Linked DNA regions of Callithrix jacchus: region 1 is linked to region 2. Evidence: chromatin contacts called from public Hi-C data. All regions are on one chromosome and are shown on one strand. Each heading gives the region's core, a stretch centred on a gene start, on an enhancer-like site or on the middle of the called end of the contact. The rest is flanking DNA. Distances are from core to core; before and after follow the strand shown.

Region 1 (7,295 bases), core at 228-2,727, 110 kb after region 2:
TGGATGCTTGAGCGTGAAGAAAGCTCCCTGTTTATGGCTGCATCTCTCCAAGTCCGGGGGGACCCCAGCCACCCTGAGAGGAGAGCCGGTCCCCGTGTGTGCTGGGACTCGAAGAGCCTGAGAAAAGAGCTGGACCATCCTATGGCCAGCAGGCTCTCACTACCCCACAGCCGAACAAAGACCACAAGCCACTCTCCATGGCCGTGGGCTGGTGGCTGATGAGCAAGCTCACGGTTGACCAGGCAGCATTGCGCCAGGAGAGGGGATCGGGTGCACCAGTCTTGGTACTCCTGCTGCTCCTCGCTATTCCCCAGGCCCTGCAACCACGGAGTTAGTTGGCCAGACAGACGGTGGCTCCCCAGCAGCACACTGGTGGTCCAGAGACGCCCTGTTGATATTTGGGGGCTGGACAGGTCCATGTGGTGGGAAGCTGTCCTGTGTAGAGCAGGATTTTTAACAGTGCCCCTGGCTTCTACCCACTAGATGCCAGTAGCATCCCTTGCCTATTGTGACATTGCCAAATGGTCCCTGAGAGACACAATTGCCCCCATTTGGGAACCTCAGCTCCATGGTGACCTACATGACCATCAACCCCTCTCCAGGGATGAACACTCCTCGGGGGCAGGGCCCCATGTCCCCTGCACACCGCACAGGCTCAGCACACAGCAGGTGTGAACACCTGAGCTCTGGCCCTTCCTCACCAGAACCCCCTCCCTCCCTGCAGGGAGTGTGGCAGCAGCCAGAGAGAACACCCAGTCCCTGCCCTACCCCTGCCCCTGCCCCTGCCCCTGCCCCCACAGGGTGGAGATGAGCTGAAACCCCAGTGTCTCCCACATCCTGCAGCTCTGAGCCCCAAGCATTGAGAATGCAAAGCACCAAATCCTCTGAGTGAAACAACCTTCAGTAACCTTTTCAGAGAAGCACGCCCTCCCCTCCCACCACTTGCCGGAAGCCAGAGCTGCTGACACAGCCATGTGGGGGCCTGTGGGGACTCCCTCTCTTTGGGTTTCGGCACGTGCACCCTTTACACCCAGCCACTCCCTGCCACGTGCTCTCTCAAAGGGAAGGGCCACCCGGATCTACAGCCACAGTCTTTCTTTTTCCTTTGAGATAGGGCCTTGCTCTGTCACCCAGGCTGGAGGACAGTGGTGTCATCACAACCTTTCCAAACCCCATCTTAATACCCAAAAGCATTTATAAGAAGTTCAGTGATCAGTGTTTAGGGAGGAGACAGTGGGAGGGAGATCTGTGCAAAGGGTGGAGTCCTGCACCGCCCAGCAAATACCAGATTTCTTGGGGCTCCCCCAGCAAGAGTCCTGAGGCCATGCGCTGCCTGGAGGGGCTTCCGCTTCCATCTGTGACCCTGATCTGGAGAAGATTCCATCCCCTCCCTCTACCAGTGCCCGGGACAGAGACAGCAGCTGCCAGAGATCTGCAGAGCCTAACATAAAGCAAGAAGCCAGGCTTGGTAGGCGGTGGCCAGCTCTGCAGAGCGTGCAGAAGGAAACCAGCCAGAAGCTGCTGGTGGGCAGGAAGGGCGTTCCAGGGAGCTTGGAGCATTTGCAGGGTCAGGGACCCCAAACATCACATGCACAGCGGCTAGGGCCCCAGCTCAGAGAGCGTCCCCCGAATGCACGGCCTGGACCAAGGCCCACAGGGCACACATGGCATTGGCAGGACCCTGGAGAGGGGGCTTTCAGATGAAATCCCAGCGGGGACACACCTCCCAAAAGAGACCTGTGGCTGGTCCTGCACAGCTAAGCCCCGCCCTCAGCACGCAGCCAGGGCTGGTCCTCAGGCTGTGCTGACTGAAGGGCAGGCCGGATTAACATTTCCTCCAGAAGGAACCTGACAGCCAGCCCTTACAACAAACCATCTTCGCAGATGCTCCACGAGTCAGTCACTGGAGCATGAGGGGCTCTCGGCTGGCTCCCTGCGATGCCTGGGGGAGGTGAGCCACGGACTTCCTGTTGTCTTTAGTTACAGGGGACTCCAGGCTACCCCATGACAGCATCATTGCACACTTGCAGGCAGATACGTTTTGGCGAGGGCAGGTGAAGGGGAGGACTGCCATGGGCATGCAGCCATCCCACCCACGTGTCATGGCAGGAAGAAACAGAGGTTGAGAACCACAGAACTAGGTGTCTGGGCTGAGGGACATGAGCCACTGTGGCCTGGATTGTGGTGCCTGGGGTGGACACACCAGATATGTAGCCCCTGCTGCTTCCAGGAAGCTGTCTGCAGCAGGCCTGCCCTTAAGGACGTAGATGCATCAGAATTTGGGGTCCCTCACTGTCCCCCAACCCACGAGTTCAAACCCCTTTGTCTGCTGTGTCCTCTGTCCCACACTGCCCCCTGGAGGAGGGATGAAGGATGGTGCTCAAGGGCACAGCGGTTGACATTTTCATCGACCTTCACCTCCTCTCCTTAGCCAAGAGAAAGCTGATTTTGTTCAAGGCAGCAGAACGCCGAGCCCGGGGGCTAAATCTTGATTCATTGTCTAAGTCAATTATGCCAGGCCCTTTCTTTCCAGCCTCCTGTGCAGCTAGAGAGCCACTGACTCAATTTCAGGCAATGAAGTGTAAGGGAAAGTCTTGTGGGTGGTGCTTCTAGGAGAGATTTTGCTTCTTAACAAAAGGGAATGGTGTGAGAGTTGTCTTAAGTCCACCCTCACTTTCTTTCATGCTGGAGTGTAGACGTGATGGCCAGTGCTGCAGCAGCCATCCTGCAACTATGTGGCATGAGGTTAACACTGAGGATGGTGGGCGGAGAGAGGGAAAGAACCTGGGTCCTTGATGACCTCACCAAGCTGCCAAGCCACCCTGAAACTGCCTATGATCAGGGTGAAATAACAATGGCTATATTTCTGGTTTAGCTGAATTCTGTTACTTGCAGCTAAACAAATCAGGGAGGCACTGCGGTGTGAGGTGCTGTGTGAGCATAGGTAAGGCACTTAGCGCAATGCCCAGCCTGTGGTAATTGCCCATGAATGGTGGCCATTATTACCATCGTGTGCATCTATGAGTGTGCACAAATTGCTGACTCATGTGGACACACATGAGTGAATGATGAATGGGTGATGTCCAGGTGACCTCTCGTTCAAAATGTGATTCAGGCCCCATCCTGCTACTTGGCCCAGGTGCTTGGGCCACTCCCTTCACTGTGCTGAGATGCGGTTTCCTCAACTAAATGGGGAGGACAATGACTTACATGGGTCTCAGCTGGCAGTTAGCATGCCACCCTCACAGTCACCCAGAGGTAAGACAAAGAGCACTGGCTCTCCCTGGCAGATGGGGAAACTGAGGCTTAGAGAGCCTAAGCGGAATGCCCACATTTAGAGCCAAGAAGTGGTGATGCTGAGACTTAAACCACGTGGCCACACGCCAAACCTGTGAGTGCAGGGTTGTGTGCGAGTGTGTATATGTGTGCAAGTTTGTATGTGTGTAGTTGTGTGCAAGGGTGTGTGTGCAGGGTGTGAGCACATGTGTGTAAGAGTGCATGGGAACATGTGTGCAGGGTGTGTGTACATGCAAAGTCACTTAGGTCAGTGTGTATGAAACCCAAGGCATTCTGGACACACCGCGGTGACTCTGTCTAGAGGGAGTGTCTCTGCTTAGCCCGTAGAGGTGCAGTTGGGCCCCTCACCCAAATCTTTGCTGGGTCTCCCCGATGCTGTGCTCCATCAGGACTGGTGGTGCTGCAGTGGCTCTCTCTGGTTCCCTGGGGCCCTGCGCTCCATGGTGGCTGCCTCCTGCTCCCTCTCCAAAACAGTATCAACAGCAGCATCACAGCAGCTCCCAAGGGGGGAGCCACCTCCCTTCTGTTTACCACTCACACGCCCCCCACCCCTGCCCCGAGGGGCTGCTTGAGGCTGCCATCAGCAGGTGTGTTTTGCAGGTCCTGGCCCTTTCCCCTCCTGGCCCCTTTGAGGCCCAGCTACAGGGCAGCTACTCTCAGGAGGGCTTCCTTTTCCCTTGAGACCGGGATCTGCCAAGTCAAGTGGAACTTCCCAGGCTTCTCCGGTGGGGTCTGGCCTGGCAGGTGGGGAGGGGCTGGTGCTGAGTGAGACACAAGGAAGGTGAAAGGAATCAAAATCTCCTAGAGACAGTCCCAGGCTCCTTGCCCCACCTCCACTCCCTTCCTTATCCAACCAGATCTTTCAGGCTTCTCTGAAGACAGGGGTCCACTGGGACCTCAAGCTCAGACCCAGAGGTTGTCCGGTCACGGCTAACACACTGGGAAACTCCTGTTCTCACCTCATCCTAAAGGGCTCCTTTTTCCATCCTCCCGTGCTCCTTGTCCTCACCTCCTCTTCTGCATCTGTGGTGAGAGGAGGAGAGAGAGCGATTGCACACCCCTTCCCCATTTGGAGCCAGAGGCAGCCCTGCCCCCTGGGTCTATCTGTCCTCTCCAGCCCCTAAGCCATAAGCTTCACCTTCATGATTTTCTCACAGCAAACTCGCTGTCCTCCCCTACTGTCCTCCCCCAGGGAGGCTTTGATCCAGCTTGGGCCTTGGGCCAAAAAGTCATTAAAAGAAAGTACAGGCAAGGAGAGGAAAACATTGCTCTTCTGATGGGAGAAAGCCAAACACTGTCACATGCCAGGGCCACTGGCTCTCACCCAGGAACTTGGGGGAGAACTTTCTGGAAGGTAGGGTGGGGGCCACGGGCCCAGGCAGGAGACGGTTGTAGCAGAGGTCTTGGGGCCCAACAGGGCAAGGTGCAGAGACCAGCTTTGTTCTTGCTGAGCCCTCAAGCAAGTGTCCAGCCTCTTGGGAGCTGTGACCTTGCCGGGTTGGGTGCCGTGGAAGCCTGGCATGTGGCGGGCCCCAGCTAGAAGGACCTCGAGAGGTCTCGGATGTTTTCCACAGCTCACAAAGGTGTTTAGGAGGGAGCAGCACCAGCTGGAGCCTCTTATAGGACAGGGGACCCGGGAGGGGTGATCTGTCCAACATCATACAGCAACTGGCTGCCCGTGGCTCTTCCTGAATCCCCTGCAGTCCTGGCCTGTAGGAGACAAGACAGCTAGAGACAGTGTCAGTGGCGAGCCTCACCTTCTCAGCACCTAGCTGGGGAAAGTGAGGCCCAGAGCTGGAACTCCCATGGGAAGTGACCCATGTAAGAGGGACAGGGGCAAGAAGGCAAATCTCTGGCTTCTTCCTGCCTCGTGCTCCTCTAAACCAAATAGCTGAGGCTCACTGCATGAGGTACCTTGAACTTGAGGCTTTCAAGACATGATCAGATTTGATTTTTACAACCAACTAATCCATGGGTAGGTGCCTTTGTTACGCCTCATTTTCAGATGAGTAAGGTGGGGCACAGAGAGGGCAAGTGACAGACTGAAAGTCGTGCAGCAGATAGGCAGTGGACCCAGGACTTGAAACCCAGGGAGGCTGACTCCAGCACCCATGGCTGTGGCCTCCAGTGAGGCCAGGAGAGCTGACCTCGTCCTCCGTTCTCTGCTCACTCCCTGAATGCCTGGGCAGGGGTAGGGAGAAGGACACCCAGAGCACCGCCTGTGGGGCCCCTTGTGCGGTGTGCTGTGCACGTGGCTGCCTGCTGAACGTAGCACTGTGCTCAGTGAGGCAGGCTCAGCAATCGTGCTAGCATAGGGCACTCAGGCTAAGACCCCTGTGGGAGAAACAGAGGTAGGGAGAGACCTTCAGCTCAACACTCACTCACAACAGTGCGTCACTGCGGGCAACGCAAGTCAAGGGCAAACTCCTCACCTCCCCCATTGCTATGGGAAGAGTGCCAGCTCTGGGTTTCAAGCCCTTCTGCGTGAGTAGGATACGTGGGGGTGTCTGTGAGGATGCAGGGACCACTTGGGGAAATTTGAAAGGAACAGAAGAGCGGACGGCACCAGGGGAGGGAGGCTCTGGTCAGGGAAACCAGCCAGGAGTAGTGTGGGGGAGAAGCCACGGGGACTGCGGCCAGGAGTGGCTTCCTCCAGGCACTGGTCCTGGCCTGGCCTGGTGGGGACCACAGGGGTGACTCCTCCTCGTACAGCGGATGGGTGCCTCCCCTTACTCCTGGCTGCAGGCATTCTCTGGCCTCTGGGGCGCCCGTCCCATCACCTGTCTCCTGAGATCTCTCTGGGGAGCTGGATGTGCCTGGGGGGAGTTAGGGCAGCGTAGGCCTTCTTCGGCCCCTGGCCAATCCTGTCCTCTTTTGCAGCCACCCTCTGCCCTCCTCTTACCTCTCTGTAAAACCAGCTGTGGCCAGAGCACTCAAAGAGAGACCCCGCCCCGCATGGGCACCACAGTGGAGGAGAGGGGATCTGGTCCTTTGGCTTCCGGCCCTGAGCCTGTGGTGGTTGCCAGGGAAACAGAAGCCCATGGGAGGCAGGCCTGACAGCTCGAGGAGGCGGCCCAGCCCCCTCCATACCTCCCTGCTCCCAGGGAGGTGTGGCACCTGGATGTGTGCACGGTGCACATCTGTGTGTACACATGTGAGCCTGCAGACTGGCTGTGGCAGTCCCTGGGTTCCACAGAGCTGGTCACCAACTGATCAGAGGAAGGAGGGACACCCAGGAGCTGGGTGCTTAAAGCTCCCTCAAAGTTTTTGGAAGTGGTGGCTCAAGCCATAATCCCAGCACTTTGGGAAGCTGAGGCGGGAGGATCACGAGGTCAGGAGTTTGAGACCGGTCTGACCAACATGGTGAACCCCTGTCTCTACTAAAAATACAATAGCCAGGCGTGGTGGCATGCGCCTGTAATCCCAGCTACACCGGAGGCTGAAGTAAGAGAATCGCTTGAACCTGGGAGGCAGAGGCTGCAGTGAGACGAGATCGCACCACTGTACTCCAGCCTAGGTGACAGAGCAAGACTCTGTCTCAAAAAAAAAAAAGAGAAATACAAGGCTCTGAGTCATTTTGAAATTACAGGAGTTGCTGAATTGTTCTTTCTTGGACCACAGATTCTCAGAGATACAAACTGGGCCTTCAAGTTTAGAAGAGAAGCAGGCTCACAGCAGGTGGTGAGAAAATGTGTCCTGACCTCGCCCACAGTCATGACAGGCCAGGCCCCAGCCATAGGCCACGCGGTGTTTGGGGGCCACTATGGCAGTGGGCCAAGGCCTTTGCTTGTGGGTGGACAGGGGGTTGAGCTGGGCCTTCCTAGAAAAAAAGGAGGCCACGTGCAGGATCTGACCTTTATCTCCTTGAAGGGGCAGGGCATGTCAGCAGAGGGCGAGCAGTGGAGCTGGGCTGAGCTGGCCTGAGCTGGCCACTGTTGGCCTCTGGAGTCCAGGCCTTGGGTCTCACCCTGCTGGTCCCCAAGGCCTGGGTGGTGCAG
Region 2 (6,622 bases), core at 645-3,144:
CAGAGTGAGGTTCTGTCTCAAGAAAAAAAAAAATTGTATTTCACTACCTACCATATGAAAAGCCCCACAGAAAGAATACCAATACCCTTGGGAAAGAAGCAGTTTTAATAATGAGTTTGGCCATTTAGGCTTGTAACTGACTGGATTATTGAGTATTCTTTAGAATTACTTTGTATTAGTCCCTTTCCTTCTATTTCCAACTCTCCCATTAATATGTACGCTTTATTCCTACTCAGGTTTTCCCCTGTGAGCCCAAGAGTAGTAGTATTTTTTGCAGGGATTGGGATTAGGTTGGTGAGGTGAATAGTGTCTTTCTAATCTGCAGAGGGAAGGCAGCACCATCCCCTGGCTTGCTGCTGCAGCCGCTCTCTAAATTAAACAGCAGGTTCACTCTGCGGGATTCCAGAAGGAACATCAGTAGAACAGCTCCACAGATGCTGATGTCTTTTTGAGGTTATCCCAAGAAGTCTTGTGGCATGTGCAATGTGCCTGTATTTCCCCTTCTTTTAAAACATCTTCCTGCAGATTCTGTCAAAACCAGAAACAAACAGAACCAAGCAAAGCCCTTTCTAGCAGATCATGTTAATCACACACTTTGCCATAGTCTGTGAAAGAGTCAGCAAATGATAACCTCCAACTGTTGCCTGGGCCCTGTAAACAAAAGATCAAATTCTGTGTTCTGCCTTGGCAAGAAAAGAAACTGCAGCATTTTGTCAAGATTTTCACAAGTCCTGGGCTTCACATTACTGGCTGAAATTGTTCTTTTTCTACCTTCCAGAAAAATGGAAACCACTGGTAAACTTAAAAGATTTAAATATTCTTTTAAAAGAAATATGTTAAAAAATGGAAAACTAGTAAATTTAAATATTCTTTAAAAATGAATATAATCAAGATTGTAGTTTAAAATACAATCTAGCTCCATAATAGAGGCAATTGGCTGTATATTCCACTTGTAATCTAGGAGATTTGAAACTTCTGCTTTTTCTCTTCTTTGTTTCTGTGGATTTATGAATAAAGACTCTGACCCCTCTCAGGATCGGAAAAATTACCAAAAATTTAAAGCCCGAGTTTTAAGGTCTGTAGAAACTGCACAGGTACTAATTTTAGTAAGACGGGCCTCAGGATGAATAGTATTCTCCACAAGGAGAACAAAATAGTAGGAGAGAAATATTCAGGCAACCTAAAAAATATTCAGTGGAAACATAAAACATTAAAGACTGATCTAGCATAGCAACATGACACAGATTTAGCAATTGGACATACATAATTTGGCTCGGATATTGCTCCAAAATCCGAAGAACACGGGACCAATTTCGTCCAGGAGGACAACTACCTCGTCCTCTGCAGACCCCCTCCTCTGCCACTGAAGGAGTGCGGCCGATTCCTGTGCCTCCACCTCCCCGCGGACCCCCTAGTCCCAGGACTTCCCGCAGCACCCCAAACTGGAAGTGGCTGCTGCAGACTCAAAAACGAGGGGCACGCGGGAGCCGGCAACCCCAGTGGAGCGGTTGGAAACGTTGAGGTGGGAGAATCACCCAGGTGGGGTGAGGCTGGGGTGGGTAGCAGGGCGAACGGTTCCAAAGCTCTGGGTCGCCCCAAGGTTGGACTAGGCAGGCGCTCTGTCTTCGCCCCGGCTCGGGATGGGCGTCTCCTGAGAACTCCCCGCCACACTTGCCCCGAGACTGCGCACCCAGCCTAGAATTCTCCCAGTCGCCGACGCCGCGCAGGGTCGCTGCGACTGGCGCGCAGGGAGCGGCAGGAGGCCGGGCGGACCGGGAGGCGGGGCCACGCGGGCAAGGCCCGGCCGTCGCAGCTCCATTCTGCGCGAGGCGACTCCGCCACGGCGGAGGGATACGGCGCTCCGTATATATTCCGGGGAGCAGGCTCGCGCTCCGGCAGTGCTGTTGCGAGTCTCGTGAACGCGGCGCGGTTACTGGTAGTTAGGCGGCGGCGCAGGCGGCGGCGGCGGCGGCACAGAGCACAGCGCGCCTTAGCAGCGGCAGCAGCACCGTCGGAGGCACCCCGGCCGTCACAGCCCCCGCGCTGGTGCAGCCACTCTTGCTCCCTCTGCTCTTGCTCCCTTCGCTCACACCATGGTAGGTCGGGAGTGGCAAATGCCGGCGTAGCAGCTGCCCAAGATTTCTTCTCAGATCTCTGTTTTGTTTTTTGTTTTTGGTTTGGGGGAGGTTTCTCCTTTCTGAATGTTACGCAGCCGCTGCGTTTAAAGGAAGATGCATTTTGGATTTGCATCTCGGCGACCTCTGCCAGGGAGCTTCATTTATTGGATCCCCTTGGACTGGACTTGGCCGTGGGCCGTCCACCGGCAGGGGCTCCAGCCACAACAGCAGCGGGGCTTTCCGCATCCACCCCGCACCCCCAGCCCCCACCCCCTCCCCCTCCCGGCCCCGCACCCACTGCATCCAGCAGCGCCGCACCCGGGCTGCCTGCTGCGAAGCGTTTCGGCCCGGGAGCCGGGCGGGGCCGGGCACTAGACCTCCCCCCCGCCCCTCCCCACCTCGCTTCTCCCCCGGCGCGAAGGTGGCAGATCGGGTGGGCAGCTGAGAATGAATGGGGCTGGATCGCTCCGGTGGCGCACATTGCTCCAGCCGAGTGTTGTGGGCACAGTCAGCGCCCGCCACCTCCCCACCCTGGCCGTCCCTGCTAGGCGCTCTCCCCTCCTTCCTCTCGGGGGGCGCGGCGCGGGCGTGGGCTGGGAAGGAAGGAACCGGGAAGGGTGGGGTTGGGGGGCAGGAAGGCGAGGGGTTGGGGGCGGAGAGGGCGGAAGCGGCTGCCGGGCCGCCCTTCGCCCGGGCGGGGCCCTGCGGTGTGGCCGCGGCTCATGCCTGCCGCTTTCGCACCCCTGCGGCCCCCCACCTGGTGCGGCAGTGCAGGCGGGCGTGAACCTCGGTGCACCAGGAGGCTCTTCCCGCGGGAGGCGCCCGGCTTGCGCTAATTGGGGCGGGGGGGGCGGGGGAGGAGGGAGCTGGCGCGCGGCTCGGTTTCCATTAGAGACGCAAAGTTTCTGCTCCGGGAGGAGGCGGTGGCGCGGCGGGCTCGCCGCATGGGGAGCAAAAGCGGGTGGGAGGTGCGGGTCGGCCTTGGCCGCGGCACTGGAGCGTGGGGGCCGGGGATGGGGACCCTCCAGGCCGAGGAGCGGCGGCGTCCGGACGCCCGCCTGGGGGCCGCCTTGCACCCCGCCTGCTTTCGGGCACGCGCCCTGCTCAGCCCCTGGTTGCTCGTTCCTCCTGCCCCGCGCACTTCCAGGACGCAGAGAGTTGCCCTCCACGTTTCCGCTTTCTCTGCAGCCTCTAGATTGCCAGATGCTACTGTGCGCCTCTCTGGGTGCTTTCCACAGCCCCTTCCTCCCTCGGCGGACAGGGCTGACATCACCGACTGCATTTCTGGTTTGGCGGGTGGGGAGATGGTTCCCTGCAGGGTTCTGTAACGCCTTTGCCCACAAGGCTAGCGCCATTTGGGGGAGGAGGATTTCGTTGTCTAGAAACTTAATGTTCCTGGTAACCCCTCTAACAAGAGAGTTTTGTAGCAAGGTGGGGCTGTTCTCCCCTTAAGGTGACAGATTCTCTTGCAAGGTGTGGCAGCGCTTGCTGTTGTGCAAGACAGATGTTGCCCTGATGTTACATAAATCATCGTGTCTCCGTCCTTTAAAGAAAGCCAGTTTTTAGTGAATGGGGTAGAAAGGAAGACCCGTTTGTAATTTGTAAAAAACAAGTTTTTGCTCAAAATCAATGTATTGGAACATCATTCCTACTGTTAAAGTTTTCACTTAAGAGAATACACTTCATCACCTTTCTATTAGGACTTATTTTGTAATTGGATTCTTAGGCATCCTTCATTAAAATGGAAATACATATTAGCTGCCCTTGAAGTCTCGATTCTCTCGGCTGGAAGCACAGGTTCAGTGTGGTAGAGACCAAATAATACAAGTGAGAATTACCTTCGTGGCCATTACTCCAATGAAGTGTGTTTGTTAAGAGCAGTTCTTACGTCATTCTTAAGGTAGATAGGGTTAATACTCTCCAGCAAATTTAATGGATACTCTTTGCCAGAAAAGAGAGAAGTATATTTATAGTCTGAGAATTGTAGTTTTCTGTGTACCTAATTTTTGCAGTTTTGTAACACTGTGTAAGATGGTACCAGTTTTTCCTGGCTTCTGAATCATAGGATAATTTGACCTAGGGCATTATCGGTTGTAATGGTAGGCTTTTAACAAATAACTGCCTAATTTAAAGGATTGGAAAGCATTTGTTACATGGAAATGAAGTTGATGGGGTACCTAGCTGCTGTATATTTTCTTCCACTTAATTATTATTTCTCATAAAATGGATATAAAAGCCTGCTAATCCAACCCAATGCCATTATGTAACGCTAGTTTGGAGATTTTGAGGGCCTGGAGCAGTGTGCAAGGTGTGCTAAAAGCCAGCCCCTGGATGAGATCCTGATCCTGGCTGTGGTGGCAGTGGCAGTGGGCTGGGTCCCTTGTTGGCGGAAGAGGGGGGACTAGTGTCCATGATGCAGTAGGTGGCGCTCTTCTGTCTTAGAGTCTGCTGCCACTGCAGCTGGTGCCACGGGGCCTTCTGCCACTAGAGGTGCCATTTTTCACATTGTGAACTTAGCCTAGTGAGATTGCGGAGCAAACTAAGCCACGGGCCCAGAAAAGAAAATTTAGAAGTGAGCAGATGTCGCTTCCTTGTAATCCTTTGTTAAAATAGCGTAGAGAGTTTCCTTTATTCTAGTTACTTTGGTTAAGTGACAGTGCTACAGGTTTCAAAATATTTTTTATGAGTGATTTTTGAAAGATCACAATATTAAGAATGTAACTGGAAAGCCTATGTTGATCTCAACCAAACTATGGTGGACTGAATGATAACCTTTTCTTTCTTCATGTAGGCTGATCAGCTGACCGAAGAACAGATTGCTGGTAAGTTAACTCCAGGGAGTCCCCAGAAGGCCAGAACTAGGCACTGACTCAGTTTTGGTGACTCCTCTGTTCCTTCCCCCTACAGTCTGGGCAGTTTTCTAGGAATTTATTTAAAGAAGAACAGTAAGAAGAAACATTTAGGTCAGGTGTTACTCCTGCCAGTACTTCATAGATGAGGCGAAAGGAAGTAAAACTAAGGATGCCCACTTGTTAAACTGGAGAATTTGACCATGTTCCACAGTGTGCAAAGTTTGCATATGATTAAATTGTACTGAGCCTGCTACTCAACAGTTTAGTTTACAATTCTTATGCCACGGGTCTTTCAGTAATCTGCCATGGAAGCTTGTGCTTGCTATCCTAAAATAAATGAAAATGAGTGTTAGGACCACTGTAATAATTAGGAAGAAAGTTATATTAGTTCAACTTTTTGCCCAGGCTGGACTCGAACTCCTGGGCTCAAGCAGTCCTGCCTCAGCCTCCCAAGTAGCTGGGACCATAGGCATGTGCCGCTACGTCTGGCAGATTTTAGCTTTTTATTCCCTGGAGGACTTGTTTTGAGACTGTGTCTCTTTAGGAAACCAGAAATGCCTCTGAAATATCCTAAAAGTCACATAGAGAGAAACAGACTGGTTACCTGGGAATGTCCATTTCTAGTAATCATCTCATGTTGCTATGAAACAAGGGATTTTTAAGGCATCAGAAATGTAACAGAAAGGGACTTGAAGGGGGCACATGGACCAGTCTTATCAGATTGGATTTCATTGCTTGAACCCAGGAGGCAGGGGGTTGCAGTGAGCCAAGATTGCACTACTGCACTCCAGCCTGGGTGACAGACAGAGGGAGATTCCCTTGCCAAAAAAAAAAAAAAAAAAGAAAGATTGGATTTAGGACCAATTTAAGCATGTTCCAGCTTAGCTGCCTTTAAACATGGGAATATTGTGGTTTACTGGGAGCAGTGTTTGCTTTGTGGGCTGCTGTATGAAGGCCAGTCCAACAGGACTTTTGTGGTCTTTATTTCAATAGATAAAAACCAGACAGCTTCTGATACCTTGCACAACTTGAATGGCTTGCTTTGGCAAGCTCCCGGCAAGTGTGTATTGTGACTGGGTTGGATAAAGACATTCATTTTAAAGCGTCAACTTTTGTTTTCAGAATTCAAAGAAGCTTTCTCCCTGTTCGATAAAGATGGTGATGGCACCATCACAACAAAGGAACTTGGAACTGTCATGAGGTCACTGGGTCAGAACCCAACAGAAGCTGAGTTGCAGGATATGATCAACGAAGTGGATGCTGATGGTAAGGGCTTTAGAATCATGAATAAGGGCCATTGTTGTGTCATTCAAGTTCAGACATGTTAGAAGATTGTCTGGTTCAGGGCCCCAGAGCAAACCAAATGTGCAAAGATCCTTTCTGTGGTTGCCTTAGGGCCATTGACAATTAAAATAGAAGATTATGGGCCATGCGTCCACGCTGCTTACTGTCTAGAACGTTTCCTGCATGCGATCAGATCACTGTGTTGTTTTTTTCTGCTTGCTGTGACTTAGAGCTCAAATCTTTTTTTTTTTTTTCTGAGAGGGAGTCTCACTCTGTCACCCAGGCTGAAGTGCAATAGCACGATCTCAGCTCACTGCAACCTCTGCCTCCCAGGTTCAAGTGATTCTCCTGCCTCAGACTCCCAAGTAG

Evidence for each region. A called contact is a pair of places that touch in the nucleus more often than the background predicts.
Region 1: a Hi-C map of induced pluripotent stem cells shows a contact between it and region 2, with 2.3 times the contacts expected there. The contact joins the enhancer-like site here to the promoter of CALM1 in region 2. A contact is called at or near these places in 2 of 3 Hi-C or Micro-C datasets (induced pluripotent stem cells and skeletal muscle).

The regions. Positions count from the first base shown.
Region 1 is chr8:125,386,059-125,393,353 of calJac240_pri, forward strand. The region is part of intron 1 of LOC128928858 (a long non-coding RNA gene); the gene reads left to right. Among named protein-coding and RNA genes, the nearest start is that of CALM1, 110 kb to the left of the region's middle. Within about 2 kb of position 1,478, at least 4 of the 16 cell types and tissues checked have an H3K27ac peak or open chromatin away from gene starts, as enhancers often do.
Region 2 is chr8:125,276,683-125,283,304 of calJac240_pri, forward strand. It overlaps CALM1 (calmodulin 1), which reads left to right and starts at 1,895. Exons shown (of 6, transcript XM_002754194.7): 1 at 1,895-2,096; 2 at 4,909-4,939; 3 at 6,092-6,235. The coding sequence starts at 2,094.